Linked DNA regions of Gossypium hirsutum: region 2 is linked to region 1. Evidence: chromatin contacts called from public Hi-C data. All regions are on one chromosome and are shown on one strand. Each heading gives the region's core, a stretch centred on a gene start, on an enhancer-like site or on the middle of the called end of the contact. The rest is flanking DNA. Distances are from core to core; before and after follow the strand shown.

What was found. A called contact is a pair of places that touch in the nucleus more often than the background predicts.
Region 2: a Hi-C map of leaf shows a contact between it and region 1, with 2.1 times the contacts expected there. The contact joins the enhancer-like site here to the promoter of LOC107945213 in region 1. A contact is called at or near these places in 5 of 34 Hi-C or Micro-C datasets (all in leaf).

Annotation. Positions count from the first base shown.
Region 1 is chrD12:7,024,386-7,029,608 of Gossypium_hirsutum_v2.1, reverse strand. LOC107945213 (ABC transporter C family member 2) reads left to right here and starts at 1,288. Exons shown (of 28, transcript XM_041108345.1): 1 at 1,288-1,401; 2 at 1,882-2,300; 3 at 3,036-3,214; 4 at 3,325-3,364; 5 at 3,551-3,707; 6 at 4,164-4,278; 7 at 4,371-4,451; 8 at 4,812-4,836. The coding sequence starts at 1,968.
Region 2 is chrD12:7,114,667-7,120,012 of Gossypium_hirsutum_v2.1, reverse strand. No RefSeq gene overlaps it. Among protein-coding and RNA genes, the nearest start is that of LOC107945216, 13 kb to the right of the region's middle. Within about 2 kb of position 3,717, at least 7 of the 9 cell types and tissues checked have an H3K27ac peak or open chromatin away from gene starts, as enhancers often do. A contact at or near this core is called in leaf, where this site is marked.

The sequences.
Region 1 (5,223 bases), core at 39-2,538:
AATTTCGATAGTAATGTGAATATATGGCATCTATACTATAGTTTAAATCTTTAATTAAGTTGATACCACAAGTTAACAAGATAATAACTCTATTGAGAAAAGAAGAAAAAGTCACTCTTTTACAAAGTAATGAATATAAATTCGAGGATATATTTGTCTTCTTACCTTTTTGTATAAAATGTGTGAGATTTGAACTTAATAGACTATAGTATTAAAAATTTTAAAAATATTAAATAAAAAATACAAAAATTGAATATTAATATTAATGTATTATAATTTAAATAATATTATTTTATTTTATTTTTAGATTAATTTGTTTTACTTTCAAAATTGTTAATATTCGATTTTTTTGTAATTTTATATTTATCTTTGCTCTACTTTAATCAATAAATGTAACTAATTTTTAGTATATTTTAAAAATAATTTAATCTGATAAATGCTATTAATATTTATATTTTTTAAGCTAATATTCATTAATTTTAACATGATAATATTAAAAGTTAATTCAGTAAAATAAAATATTAAAACTTTTATATTTAACATATAAAAAATATAAATACAAATAAATATTAAAAAAAAATTAAAAGGTAATGCCTTCAAATATAAAATATGATGTGCCAAAAACTATAATGTGCATCCGACTGTTATATATTTTGTTTTTGGTTCTACCAATTAACTAACCGCCAAACCAACTTGTCAATTAAAAAAGCAAACCAGATTATGAAAAGACAAGGATAGCCTCCCTCCCACATGATAAAAATAAAATATCTCATACTTGTATGGTTCGTATGCTCACTCAAATTCACTGTACTATCGGTGAATTTTTATTTTTATTTATACACGTGGGAACAAATATCTAAAAATATAAAAGTTATATATGTATATTTAAAAATATTTAAAATTAATTAATAATAACATATACGTAAATATTAAATATACTATAATTATTTATTATAAAATTTATTTTTTAAAAGCATATATTTTAATAGTTTTTCAATTCAATTGTGGATCCTAAGGTTTATAAATAATATAAATGATGATTAATTATAATTACAATTATTTAAATATATTATTCGAATTAATTAAGTCAAGTCAACACTAATTTAATTAATATTATTATGATTCGTACTTTTATATAATATTTAAAGTAACTTTAAAATGATAAAAATAACTTTTATACTTGTCTTGTTTTTTATTCATTTTTCATTTGCTAAGATGGGAACGTCATAAAATAATATAACATTCGTAAGCGGTGACGCAGTTTCCTCGTCGCCAGGAACGACATTTTGCCTAAATTTCGTAAATATATTATTTGATGAGATAAATGACTTAAAGAGTAACGAATCCAATTCTCTTCTCACCAAGTGAGCCAAGAGAGAGAGAGAGAGGGAACAAAAAGGGGTAAGTGCTCCAGAATCCTTACGGAAAATTTTTAAGATCTTTTTTGTTGGAAAACGAAAATAATTTTTTGTTCGCTTTAGAAAATACTAGCAGACAATATTGAATTATTAATGCCTTTTTAAGTTTTTCTCTCTCTCCCTTTCTCTGATCCAAAAACTTGTGTTCATTATTTTCTGAAGCCTTCTTTTAACTGAAACCTTGAATCACAGGTATACTTTTCTCACTCTCATTCACACCTTTGGGTGTTATGTAGAAAATGCTTTTTTAGTCCTTTACATCGGTAGAAATGAACAATACTAGTTGTTGGGGTTGGGCACTTGTTTTTGTTTGGATGCTGAGAAAACTTTAATATTTCTATGTCAACGCCACTCAAGTTTAGCTGAGAGCAGATAAATAAATAGGATGAGAAATGGTCTTTGCGCTTTATATTTCGGTTTTGTTTATTGATTTAAGTCTAAATTTACTTCAAATCGGTTGCAGGCAAAGCGATGAGTCATCTCTAAGAGGGTGGACGATTTCGTACATTTTAAGTGAAGAGAGTTGTGTAAAGCATCAACAAGAACATAATGGCTTTTGAGCCATTGGTTTGGTTCTGTAGACCAGTGGCTGACGGGGTATGGAAAAGGTCCGTGTCCAATGCCTTTGGTGCTTACACACCCTGTGCAACTGATTCGCTGGTTGTCACCCTATCTCATCTGGTGTTATTGGGTCTTTGTGTTTATCGTATATGGCTGATCAAGAGAGATTTCAAAGCTCAGCGCTTCTGTCTTCGGTCCAAATATTATAATTATATGCTCGGTCTGTTGGCTCTTTATGCTACTGCTGAGCCTTTTTTCAGGTTGATCATGGGGATTTCAGTTCTAAATTTGGATGGACAGTCTGGTCTTTCTCCATTTGAGGTAGGACTTCACCCTGTGTTGCCTGATAATCTATTTTTTTGTTTTGTAGGTTTTGCTGATATTTTGGATGTGTAAATCTTTTGTTGTACATTACCCTTTAGATGAGTAGTTGACCTTAATCTGTAATCGCTTCTACTTTTATGTGAAATTGGGTTTTATCTTTGTTCAAATGCTTTTGTCCCTATTGGAGGATGGAGTAAATGGCAGCCAATGAGCTGTATTTCATGAGTTTGCAATCTTTTGCCCGTTGAGAAAGCGAGGAAATTCCAGATGCAAAGATGATTTAGCATTTTCTTTATAGCCCTACTGGAACTAGCATTAAACACACTTTATTGTGTAGCTTCTTCCACGCTGGCTGCTGTATCTCACTGTCAGGTTTTCCCGGTTGAAGATGCTTTCAGTAATTGACGTCTTATGGTGGATTATGATGTTTCGTATATTTAACTTCTTCTATATATATGGCTTTGTGGCAACTAGCATGGTATGTTATGTGTTATATATATACATGCTGGAAGAAGGATGTGTGTGGTCTGAATTGTTTTATTGACTATTTATATGAATATTTCTAGATTCTAGTGCTATTCTTTATTCGTCTAAATTAGTTTGGTATATAATGAGCCTGCAATCAAGATTAGTTCAAGAAGGCTCGAGCAATCTATCTGTTTGATATTTTATTTAGTCCTGGGGGCTAATGTAAATCGTATCTGAAGCTTTTTGTTTTCATTCTTTGTGCAGATTGTTTCTTTGGTCGTGGAAGCTCTCACATGGTGCTCTATTTTTGTCATGATTGGGGTGGAAACTAAAGTCTATATTCATGAATTTCGATGGTTTGTCAGATTTGGCCTCCTTTATACATTGATAGGGGATGCAGTGATGCTCGATCTCATTCTTTCTGTAAGGGAGTTTTATGATAGGTATTTTCTCTTGGTTACTTTTCTTCGTCTTTAACCTTACTAATGTGTTCAAATTTGCATATTTGATTAAGACTGTTAGCTGAGACTCATATTCTGTTATACTTGTGCAGCTCCATCCTGTATCTTTACTTAAGTGAGGTCCTAGTTCAGGTGTGTTATCTTTCATTTCTTTTCTATCCACAAAAGGCTATTATTAGGGATAATGATGAGTTTGCCTTAAAAACCCGAGGACAATAATGACATGGCCAGTGATGCAATTATTAAATTGCATCAATTTTACTTATTTCTTTCCCTTTCTGATTGCACTCTTAAAGATCGGTTGCTGTTCTTGTTTAGGGTTTGTTTGGGATACTCTTGCTGGTGTATCTTCCTGATTTGGATCCATATCCTGGTTATACTCCAATGCGGACTGAATTTGTAGATGATGCTGGATATGAAGAAATTCCCGGAGGAGAGGAAATATGTCCTGAGAGGCATGTTAGTATCTTTTCCAGTATGTATATCTTGCTCTACTTATCTTTGATGCTTAGTTGAGCCCTGAATTAACATTATATGTTGATTGAGATGTAGGCCCTTATTCTCAAAATTGACAATAGTGTAAATCCTTATATCTTTGATGCCTAGTATGCTGCCATGGTTCGCCCATATATGACATTTCAGCTGGTATTGCACACTCATGATGAGTAATTTAGCTTTTAATTTACAATGATATGGCATGTTTTATTGCAATGGGAATTTTATATGCTCATTGCTTTTTAACTATGAAATTACTCTGATGGAATAATGGATATATGGATTATAGTTTAGCAGTCCTCCCTATTTCATTTCTTCTTAGCCCTAATTATATCATGATGCAAATGATAACTGTAGATATGTCTCGAGGATCAATGAATAAATTTGTACTTGTAATTCACTTCTGATGCTCTTTTGCTCATTTCCCTTTTGCTAGAAATATTTTTTTCATGGATGAGTCCCCTTATGGAGCAAGGCTATAAAAAACCTATAACAGAGAAGGATGTCTGGAAGTTAGATACTTGGGATCGGACAGTAACACTAAACAACAAGTATGTGCTGTTTTTTTTTTTTTAATTGTATTTTGGTTCTTAAATATTTTATGCATTGCGGTAATGTGTGATATCTGTTTCTGACTTTGTAGGTTTCAGAAATGTTGGGCTGAGGAATCACGAAGGCCTAAACCATGGCTCTTAAGAGCACTGAATGGTAGCCTTGGGGGAAGGTAGTGAAATATGGACTTACTTATGTCTGTTTTCATATTTGGTTATATGTCTTAAGATATTTTGCTCCATTCCTTTTCATATTATTGCATTAGTTGTTTGAAGAAAAAAATGAAACAAGTAATTAGACAAATGGCAATGAAAATTATGGCACCATTGTTTCTGGTGGAGGTTGACTGTATTGTTTATGCCTTTATGGAGACAATCAAATTTTAAAGTTGTTCAATCTTGAGGTCGGTCCTTTAGCATGGACTTGGATGAGACAGATATTCTTCTGGTGAAGTAGTTAATACTAGATATTGCTTGTGAAAGTTCATCACTGTCTTCGTCTTTTTCTAATTCATCCCCTTCTTTGTCTTTAGGTTTTGGTGGGGAGGCTTCTGGAAGGTAATAATCTCATCTTAAAATGTTGCATCATTATTTGGAAAGCTAATTTGATTCTTATAGAGACATGGTATTATAACATCTTTCGTGTTTTTGAAAATTGCTTACCAACCTATGTTCCTGGAAATTTCTGATGCCTTTTATTTAGGGAACTTTTACAATAAAGTCATAGATTTTCTGGAGTATTTTAAATGAATCCAATTCATGTGCTACCTCTGGAAAGAGTTGGCTTTGATCCTAAAAGCTTTCTGCATGTACATGAACATCGAAGAGGCTTGTCTATCTTAAAGGCCATATCATTGTGTTTCATGGCCTCCTTGCTTAAAATGTATGATCAAATGTTTCACTTAGCATATTGGGAAAGAATCTGCTCAAAATTTCCTCATTTAA
Region 2 (5,346 bases), core at 2,468-4,967, 88 kb before region 1:
TCTACAAGAATGTCACCTTTTAGACTTGGGATATTCAGGAGTATGGTATACATGGGAGAGAGGGAATTTACCAGAGACGACTTACGGGAAAGATTGGATAGAGGTGTTGCAAACGAAAAATGGATGGAGTTATTTCCAACGGGCAATATTAATCATCTGACGTCTACCCTTTCGGATCATTGTCCTTTGTTAATAAGCACAATTAATTTAAACAGTTTCAAGACAGTTCCAAGTTTTAAATTTGAAGCCTGGTGGACTACAGAGGAGTCAATAGAGAAAGAAATTCGGGAAGCCTGGAAGTCACAAAATGGATCGGTTTTGGAAAAGCTTGAGAACTTGTAGATTAGCTTATCGAAATGGGCTAAATCTATTAGAAGGCAACGGAAGGGAATGACAGAAAGAACTACAAAAGAGCTTGAAGATTTAATGAAGAAGGAACCTGATGAAGATGTTATGAACCAGATAATTAATAAAAGAATTCATTTGAGCATGGAAATCGAGAAGGAGGAGATGTATTGGGAACAGAGAGCACGAGCTAATTGGCTAAAGTTGGGGGATAAAAATACAGCATTTTTTCATAAATATGCATCAATGCGGAGAAAAATTAATACAATTAGCAGGCTTGATAATGATGATGGGAGAGGAATTACTGAGTTTGAAATTAATGAGTTGCCGACGCAGTATTTTCAAAAGCTTTTCTCGACTACAGGCGTTGGAGATCCTTCTCATCTTCTAACAGGTGTTCAGAATTGCATCTCTTCGGATATCAATGCAACCCTATTGAAAAAATTTACGTTAGAGATTTATATTGCAGTGAAGGGAATGGGTTCAACAAAAGCTCCAGGTTATGATGGCTTCCCGGCTCTATTCTTTCAAAAATACTGGCATATAGTGGGCGAAGACATTGGGAATTTTTGTTTAGAAGTTTTAAATAATGGAAAAGACGTGGAAGAGTTAAATGTAACTAAGATTACCCTTATTCCGAAGAAGTCCAATCCTACAAACCTTGCAGATTTTAGACCAATTAGTTTATGCACAGTTCTTTATAAAATTATTGCTAAAGCTATTGCCAATCGTTTTCAAGAAGTCATTGGGAGATGCATTGATAGTGCTCAAAGTGCATTTGTCCCAGGGAGGCTAATTTCAGACAATATTTTGATAGCTTATGAAATTCTGCATACTCTTCGGAAAAAACGTAAGGGGAAGAAAGGTTTTATGGCAATTAAGCTTGACATGAGTAAAGCTTACGATAGGGTGGAATGGGCTTTCTTGAAGGAAGTTATGATACGGATGGGTTTTGCGAAGGAATGGGTGGTACTTATAATGAGATGTATTTCTACAGTCTCTTATGTTGTTACTACGAACGGGAAGAATGGTAGAGTCTTTGAACCAACCAGAGGACTCAGACAGGGTGACCCACGTAGCCCTTTTCTACTTCTTATTTGCAGTGAAGGTTAATCGTCGTTAATCAGGAATGCTACAAAAGAGGGATTGATTAAAGGGGTGAGAGCCAGCAGAAGAGGCCCGATAATATCGCACTTGTTATTCGCAGACGATTGTATTTTGTTTGGTGAAGCCACAGAAAGTAGTACAAGTTACTTCAAAGCTATGTGTTAACTTTAATAAATCAATGATCTTTTTTAGTTCGAATTTGAAGGAGGGGGATAAAGGCAGGTTATCAGCTGATATGGGAATAAGATTTTCGAACAATATGGAAAAATATCTTGGATTGCCAAATATTGTAGGCCGGAAGAAAAAAGAATCGTTTTAGAATCTCAAAGACAGAATAAAGCAAAGAATTGATAATTGAAGTACTCGCTTATTCTCTCAAGGGGGTAGAGAGGTTTTTATTAAATCAGTTCTTCAGGCAATTCCTACTTATGCTATGACATGTTTTCTATTACCAAAATCGCTTTGTGATTAGTTTGACAATTTAGTTGCTAGATTTTGGTGGCAGAAAGGGAAAGGAAAGAAAGGAATTCATTGGTGTCAATGGGAATTTATGTGTAGGCCTAAAGAAGAGGGTGGTATGGGCTTCCGAAATATGGCACAGTTCAATGTAGCTCTATTGGCTAAGCAAGGGTGGAGGATTATGAATAATCAGAATGCGCTTGTAACGAAAGTGTTTAAAGCTACGTATTTTTCGGATGATAATTTCTTAAATTTCAGGTTAGGAAATTCTAGTTCGTATGTATGGAAAAGTATTTGGGCAGCAAAGGACTTTTTGAAAAAAGGGCATTGTTGGAGGGTGGGGACGGGTACTAATATTTGCATAAGCGATGCTTGGATTCCAGATTCTGTTAATTTTAGATTATCATCAGATATTAATTTTTTGCGTGATGTTAAAGTTGGCGAGTTGATTGATAATAATACCAGAAGTTGGAAAAAAGAGTTGATTACTAGTACCTTCCTGGAAGACGACGCAGCTAGAATCCTCAGAATCCCTCTGGCACAAACACCGCATGATGATTTTCTTATCTGGGGAGGCGAACGGTCGGGTGAGTTTACGGTCAGAAGTGCCTATCAACTATTACAAAAATTGACTGACAATCCTAGAGCTTATGCTTTACAGACCATCTATGGGAATTTTTATAAAAAACTATGGTGCCTGAATCTACCAGCTAAAATTAAGGTTACAATATGGAAGCTATCTAGGAATTATCTGCCTACAAAGGTGAATCTTCAACATCGGAAGTTAGTAGTAAATCCGAGCTGCCCCTGATGTGGAGAAGAAGCTGAAACAATGAACCACTTATTTCGTTACTGTCATGTTACAAGGGAGGTGTGGAGATCATTATCGTTTCAGTGCATTTTAAGGAATCATTGTGAAGATTTTGGACAGTGGATTACCTAGGCAATAGAGCAGCTCAACCTTGATCAAAGTCGCGTATTTTGTTGTGCACTCTGGGCAATATGGGGTGACAGAAACAAAAGAATACATGAAGGTAAAATTAGAAAGGGGACGGAAGTTGCAAATCTTATAATCAGTTACATCAAAGAAATTGATAGTCTTGAGAAGAGAGATCTGAACCGTACCTTAGAGAAAAAGAGATGGTCGCCACCACAGGAAAGTTTCATGAAGATCAACTTTGATGGTGCTTACGATAAAGTAAAGAATCAGTCGGGTGTGGGTATTGTGGCCAGAGATTCGAATGGTACTATTCTTTTTTCATATTCAGAGATTCATTTTGGTATTCCATCAGCCTTTGCTGCTGAAGCAATTGCCTGCCGGAAAGGCGTTCAAATGGGAATCAGGAGGGGATGGCGACATTTGATCCTTGAAGGAGACTCCCTCACAATAGTCAAAAAATGTAAATCGAAGAGTCAAGATAGATCTATGGTGGGAGTATACATTTTTGACATTCAACAGGAAATCTATGGACTTGAAAACATCAGATTTCAGTATATACCTAGATCCGCAAATGGTCTTGCTCATATCATAGCAACAGAATCATTGAGAAGAGGAGAAGAGTTTTACCTGGATAGGGGAGTTCCAGATTATGCAAATGGATCAAGCTCGGCTGGATGGGGGAAGTGAAGAAGAAGTCTCCAGAGAAGAAAAATGAAGAATGAAAGGCTTTGAACAAGAAAATGAAACGGACTGATTTCTTTTGGCTTACCTTGGAAATGAAATCGTCATTATGAAAGGAGATGACAGAAAAGACTGAAGACGGTTTCCCATGCTTCTTCTGATTGGGCAATGGGTCGGTGCTTTAATGACCGATTCTAGAACATTCATTATAAATATCTAGATTTTATTTTGGTTAAGGCCATCTGATTTGGGCCGTATTGGGTTTTAGGTTCTTTTATCTTATTTTTGTTTATTTGGTTTGATTTCAGTTTTGAACAATAACTTTTATTTTCATAATAAAGCCCAATCTGGAAATTTCAAAAAAAAATATTATATTACTATAGCTAACAATGGATGGAGACAAGTTGATGCTGGTGATGGTGTGGACATCGTTGGATTACTACCTGCACAGTTTGCTTGGCCACATGGAGCTACTCACGAGTTGAGGCTCATATTATTGGGACACAAAGATAAACCTAAAAATGATTTCTATATTTTTTGTAAATTAAAGCCTCGTTCATAGTCTTTGAAATCTTCAGGGAATGTGGAAAGTGGTGAGAACCATCTTATACTAATTGTTGGTGCTGATGTTATACTTACTAGTGATGCAAGCACAGCTCGCAGTATTGAAAAAAGTTTAAAGGAATCCACCAGCTTATCAAGAGAGATCGACAAATACATGGACGTGTGGTCTTTTACGCAGAGTATGCGAGGTGGTCCCTCTGGCACTACTGTTGGGGAGGGAAGTGCTAGTAGTAGAAAGAGGCAAAAGACTGCTGCTGGAATTGCTAACCTTATACTAAGTATTGAAGATGATGGTAGCCCAATAGGGGAGCTTCATCATAAGAAAAGAAGAGATTACGATGAGCCATCTGTCGAGATAACTCCTATTACTACAGATCCTGCCACAATTTCATCTCTCCCCATTTCTCCTGATAATTCTCCTCCACCACCAAGACCAACAACTGATGACATTTTCAGAGCTATTATTGATCATGGCCCCCTAGTGGTTCCATGAAGTTCATCGCTTCTGGTGGTGAACCAAGGATTTTATTTCAATAGAGAGAACATCTCAGTAAGAAAAGTTTTCTTTTAGTCCTAATGAGGTGAGGAAGCAATGGAACAGTTGTATGTCTGAAGAAGCAAAGTAGTACATCTGACCATCTAAGTCATCTAGTAGCACAAGTAAACCTTCTCCGCAAGAGTTAGTACTCTCTCTGCAAATGATCTTAACTAAAGCTGGCATGGCTAGTGTGGGGCTCGCTGAGGGCATTAACGAAGCAGAGATTAAGAAGAGGGAAACACAAAATGTTCATCAATCTACCGTGGGGGTGCTACAAAGAGCTCGCAAGATACATGCGTACTTGATTGAAGATAATAGGAAATTATTGGAGCAGAATAGAAGGTTGCAAGAGACCTTAATTAAGACCTTAGTTAACCTAATCCTTCATTAATTAACATATAAATGGATTCTTCCATCATTTCCCACTAACATACATTATAAATTGGTTTAATTTCCATTAGGAATCTTTGGCCAATTAAAAAGTTATAAAGATAAGATTTTTACAATTTAGTCTTTGTACCTTAATTAAGCAATTAATAAGAAAAATTAAAGGATCAACCTTTAATATTCTACTATACCAACTTCGTAAATATATTAATTTAATATTTATGTCCCGAGGATCTGAGGATGGAATTTGAAATGTGATAATCGTAATCGTAATTTGTAAGTTAAAATTAAAATTTGATTAAATCTTGAAAAGGAAAATAATTTA